Linked DNA regions of Mus musculus: region 1 is linked to region 2. Evidence: chromatin contacts called from public Micro-C data. All regions are on one chromosome and are shown on one strand. Each heading gives the region's core, a stretch centred on a gene start, on an enhancer-like site or on the middle of the called end of the contact. The rest is flanking DNA. Distances are from core to core; before and after follow the strand shown. Region 1 holds the start of Phlda2 (pleckstrin homology like domain, family A, member 2). Region 2 holds the start of Igf2os (insulin-like growth factor 2, opposite strand).

What was found. Hi-C and Micro-C count contacts between places; a contact is called where the count stands out from the background.
Region 1: a contact with region 2 is called in a Micro-C map of embryonic stem cells, with 6 times the contacts expected there. The contact joins the promoter of Phlda2 here to the promoter of Igf2os in region 2. A contact is called at or near these places in 1 of 484 Hi-C or Micro-C datasets (embryonic stem cells) and 1 of 115 datasets of contacts at active chromatin or transcription factors (pancreatic cancer cells).

The regions. Positions count from the first base shown.
Region 1 is chr7:143,501,164-143,503,863 of GRCm38.p6, reverse strand. Phlda2 (pleckstrin homology like domain, family A, member 2) reads left to right here and starts at 1,340. Exons shown (of 2, transcript NM_009434.2): 1 at 1,340-1,807; 2 at 2,048-2,316. The coding sequence starts at 1,374. The coding sequence ends at 2,048.
Region 2 is chr7:142,658,269-142,660,968 of GRCm38.p6, reverse strand. It overlaps Igf2os (insulin-like growth factor 2, opposite strand), which reads right to left and starts at 1,289. Exons shown (of 4, transcript NR_002855.3): 1 at 1-1,289. It also overlaps a transcript of Igf2 not described here.

The sequences.
Region 1 (2,700 bases), core at 91-2,590, 840 kb before region 2:
TTCCTGCCTCAGCCTCCTTATTGTGGTATAAACCTGCCTTAGAACAACACTAGGCCACCGAACTGGAGTTTTAGGCTGTCTCAATTGTTTAAATGGAGGAACCTGTGTTTTCACTGGGAGCCAGTCCACCTAGAAGCATGGTGTCTGGTTTTCCAACAGCCAGGGGTGGAGGTGGCGGTGGGGATGGGGGAAGGGGTGGAGGTGGGAGAAGGGGTGGGGGTAGGGGGAAGGGGTGGGGCTGAGGGTTTCCTTGTAGCGCCTCTGTCCTCCATCCCACCCCAGCACCCCTGCCCCCATCCCACCATAGCAGGGGACTCCTGGGGTCCCTAGGCCAGTCCCTCCCCCATCCCTGGGAACCCTGGAGGAGCTGCGTCTGCTTCCTACTACTATTAAACCTTTAAAGGCAGAGGGTAAATAAAATCTTGCACTGAAAGGCGATGACTCAGCCGCCCCCGCCGCCCCCGCCGCCCCCGCCGCCCCCGCCGCCCCTAGCCCTTAGGTCGGTCCCCTCATTCCCCAAGCTAGCTTTGCTAGCTCCCGTCCCCCCCCCCCGCCCCCATCGTGAGTTTCCAGCACGTCGAGGTTGTACAGTCGCAGCCCGAGGTGTCTGTAGCCTAGATTGGGGCACACGGGAAAGAGGCAGGCCTTTCTCTTCACGTGGCTGAGCACTGCAGGGTGCTGTTCCTCCTCCACTTCTTCACTGTCTAACTTACTAAAAGGTCATTGTCCCATTTTACAGAAGGGAAAAGAAACTGAGATAATTTCGAGGTACAACTTTGGGGAGCAACTTGGGTGATAAAGCCTGTTGGGGCAGGGCTACTTCCCAAGAAAGTCTAGTGGGTGGCCTTTGGATGCTCGCCCAAGGTGGGAGGAGACGGTGGCCAGGGCTTGGAAAGAACCCGTGAGTCCACGACCCGCGTGTTCGGTCTCCCCGTGAGTGGGATTCTGAGCGCGGTAGTTCAGTCTAGGGGTCGGGCGCTTCCCAGGTCTTCCCGGCCCGTGAGTCACGAGGGGCAGGGACCGCTGAGGTGCATTCCTCTGCAGGCAGGGCCGGAGCCTGGGCGGGGAGGGGACCACAAGTCACTCCACCTGGCAGCTGGGACGTTGGGGCTGGAGGGAAGGCTCGGGGCTCCCGTCAGAGAGGCGCCAATCAGTTCTCGCCCCCCACCCTCCGTCCTCCGATAAGCGGTAGCTTCAAGCAATGGGTAAGGGGCAGCCTGGGGCGGTTGGTGGGGGGCAGCTCCGAGAGCCTGCTTGGGATTGAGAGTGCCCGACTCCGGGGCGTGTCTGGGCTGCGGGGCGGAGTCCTTATAAAGACCACGCCGCGGCCGCGGCCCGCAGCAGAGCGAGCGCATTTGGTGCAACCTTTCGAAATGGCTTCGAAAATCGTGATGTCTTCGAAAACCGTGAAGACCTCCGACGAGATCCTTTGCGAGGGCGAGCTGGAGAAGCGAAGCGACAGCCTGTTCCAGGTATGGAAGAAGAAGCGCTGCGTGCTCACCGCCGACCGCCTGCGCCTCTTCTCCGGGAAAACCAGCCCCGCCAAGGAGCTGTTTTTCCACTCCATCCTCAAGGTGGACTGCGTGGAGCACACCTCTAAGTACGTGTACTTCACCATCGTCACCAACTATTACAAGGAGATCGACTTCCGCTGCACGGTGGAGAGCTGCTGGAACGCGGCCATCACCATGGCGCTGATCGACTTCCAGAACCGTCGGGCGCTGCAAGACTTTCCCCGCTACCGGTATCAGCGCTCTGAGTCTGAAATGCCTTCCGAGCCGGGAGAGCAGAGCGCTCTGGGTCCGTGGTGAGTAACAAACTTGTCCACGGCGTCGGAGTACGGGGCATGGGGAAAGTGAATGGGGGTCATGCCTCCCAGTGGGGAAAACTTCGATTTTAAAAGCCACGGGGAGGGGGAGGGGGGAATCCTACGTCTTTGAAAACCCTTTGGAGAGGGGACCTGGAACGCATGGCAGGAGCTGCTCGGCCCACCTGGAGACTTAAAAGCTGCACCCGGGCAGCTCCTGACTCAGTCTTCTCCCTACAGAAACGCACGGGACCAGTTGAGCCGGGAACCAGCCCACGCTGCCGCATCAGACAGGAGCCCAGGAGCCCAGGGGATGCCCCGGGTGACGCCGCCGCTGCTCTTCACCGAAGATATTCCCGTGCTTGCTGAGCCTTGCCCCGCTGTGCGGGTGCGCTAACTTATTGGACCGTATTTATATTGGTTACCTGCTTCCAACCCACCATTCCGTGTTAATATTTTTTATACCATATTTTCATTCCAAATAAACAATGTCACTTTTCTTTTTTTAACAACTGTGTGGTCTGTGTAGTTCCTGCTGGGGCGAATGTGTGGAAGGGTGGGAGTGAAAGGGTCTCCTATCTGGTGTTATTCCCTCTCCACATCCCGGGAACCATTCAAAGTGCCTTTGAGGGCTGGAGAAATGGCTCAGCGGTTAAGAGCACTGACTGCTCTTCCAGAGGCCCTGAGTTCAAACCCCAGCAACCACATGGTGGCTCATAACCAACCATCTGTAGTGAGATTGGATGCCCTCTTCTGGTGTGTCTGAAGACAGCTTCAGTGTACTTACATATAATAAATAAATCTTGAAGGAAAAAAAAAGTGCCTTTGAATGAACTGTCATCTGCCAGTGGGGCTCAGAGCCTTGCCAGGTCAGGAAGTAGGTCTGGGTGTGG
Region 2 (2,700 bases), core at 40-2,539:
TCCTCCTGCGCCAGCGGACCCGACCTTCGGCCTTGTGGTGAGCTCCCCGTGGCGCGCTCCCTCGTGCCCCAGCTCTTCCACTGCGGGGCACCGGCTACCTCGCAGTTTGTCCTCAGGGCTGCTGCGGAGTAGCGCGGGAGCGGGCTGCTGGCTTCTCCCTCGGCGGCAGCGCTCCTTTGGGCTGGGCGCTCCGAAACGCGCGCCACTTTGTGTGCACTCTGCAAACAACGCGGTGGTAGGGAAAGCGCCTGGGCGGCCAGGAAGCGGGAAGGGCAGAGCGCTCGGGCGGCTTGGAGCCTCCAACCCTACAGGTCGAGGGCTTGGGGAAGCGAGTGTAGAGCGCGGGCGCGGTGATTGATGGTCGGGCCGGGAGGTTAGCCCCGGGTGCACTGGTTTCCGCCAGTAGTGGCCCTTTAGAGGCCTAGAGGTGCGGAGGTCGGGAGAGGGAAACAAGGTGCACCGGTTTAGAAGTGATTTTGACTTGGTAAAAATCACAATGGCTTCTTATATCTGAAACCACCCGGGGAGAGTTTCTTAATAGCCCGGAATTATCGCATTGGCCCCTGGGGCCGAACCTGCAACTAAGCAAATTCAAAGTGCTGAGGACAGGGAACTGTTATCTGCTCATACTGGGTGGGGTCCCAAAGGCGCGCCGCTTAGAAGCACTTCAGTGAGCTCTGGTTTACAGGTCTGGTTTGAGCTACGTTTCCCGCCCTGCTTCTTTTTCTGCTGAAGGGCGCAGACATTGTGCGGGGGCTCCACGCGGGGCCCAGATTTGGCGTGGCCAAGCCAGCCTTCCCTTCATGGTGCACCTGGTGGCCCCCCAAAGGCTGCTAGGAGATCCCAGGCAAAGCAGAGGTTAGGGGCGCTTAGTAAGATCTATCTGGCTGCTATTCGAGGTGCCTCACAGCCCGCCCTGCCTGCTCAGGCAGGTGGAGGCTGCGCGCTCCCCCCCCCCCCCCCAGCCGATCCAGGGGACTGTCCCCTGCTTAGCAAGTAGGTCCCTGTGAGAACCCTCTACCCAGCTACCTGCGCCTTAACTCAGTCGGCCGGGATGCGCCTACCTTGTAACCCTCTAACTGAGCACAGGTCCTGCCACTACCACTGAGGCCTAGGGTGCCACGCACGTTGGTTCGCACCACGCGCCCATGTTGCACAAGCACAGGGCACCCCGGAAACATGACATGGGACCTCGATTTTTAGGGATAGACACCCAGGATTTAGTGGGCCTGTTGGGGCGCACAGCCCCCCCCCATCTTTGCCACCAGGCACTCCACTCCCCCCCCCCACCGGCAACCCCCGTGCCCAGGGCCCCCGACCCGCATTCCCCGCGTGGCTCGAGTTGCGGGGGCGGTCCCGGGGCGGGGCGAGGGCCCTGCGGACGCCCATTGGCGCGGGCGTAAGGCCAGCGGGGCCCGAGCGGGCGCCGAGCCGCGGGGTGGCGCGGCTATAAGAACCGGGCGTTGGCGCCCGGAGTTCGCCTGCTCTCCGGCGGAGCTGCGTGAGGCCAGGCCGGCCCCCGGCCCCCCCTTCCGGCCGCCCCCGCCTCCTGGCCCACGCCCGCCCGCGCTCGGCCCGCCAGCGCCTCCATCCGGGCTGGCGGCCCCGCGTCGACGCCGTCCGCCACCTCGCTGCTGCTAACTCCTGTGCAGGGCGCCGTCGGCGGGGCCGCGCTCCGTCGGGCCTGCGGATCTCCCCACCGCCTCCTCCTCTATCTACCTCAACACCCCATTCCTGCTTCGCCAGAGGAGGCGGTCCCCACCGCAGGCAGTCCGGCTTGCAGGTCGCCGGCGTTGTCATCCCCCGCGCTTCCCCTCCCAGCCCTCCCCGGTGCGCAGCCCGGCTGCTCCCCTCTTTTCGCTGCAGTCCCGAGCAGCTGAGGCGCCGCCACGCCTGTCCCCCCCACAAGAAGCCCGGGCTTACGACGGCTGAGGGCTCCGTCGACCCTAACCGAGCTGGGTGCCCGTGGCCGGGGTGACGCCTCCATTCCTCCCCCCTCAACACCGTCCTCGGTCCTTCGAAGTTGCATCCTCTCCTCTGCTTAGGGTGCGCCCCCCCTCGCGCACCCGCTTACCCGCCACCTTTCCTAAGCTCCCCTCCTGCCCCCTCCCCGTTCCTCCTCGCCTCAGACTCCCTCCCCCTCACGTCCGCCCTCTGCCTTCGCCTACCCAAGTGGATTAATTATACGCTTTCTGTTTCTCTCCGTGCTGTCCTCTCCCGCTGTGAGCCTACCCGCCTCTCGCTGTCCTCTCTCCCTCTCTCCCTCTCTGTGGTCCCCCCCTTTCACGTTCACTCTGTCTCTCTCACTATCTCTGCCCCCCAACTATCCTTGATACAACAGCTGACCTCATTTCCCGATACCTTTTCCCCCCCGAAAGTACAATATCTGGCCCGCCCCAGCCCTAAGATACCCTAAAGAAGCAGAAGAGACGCCCCCCTCCCCACCAAAAAAGCCATCTCCCCGTTCTGTCCCGTCGCACATTCGGCCTCTGCGACTCGGGCAGAGCGGCGCTGGCAGAGGAGTGCCCGGCAGAAGGGCCTTCGCCCGCTGTTCGGTTTGCATACCCGCAGCAGGGAGATGGGCGGCAGCGTCGCCGGCTTCCAGGTAAGGGCTCTCAGGGGCCCTGGGAGTGGGGGGTGCGCAGAGCCCGGCTTGGGCATGGCGGGACTGGTGCGGTGGGTGGGGGGCTGGGGGCTCGT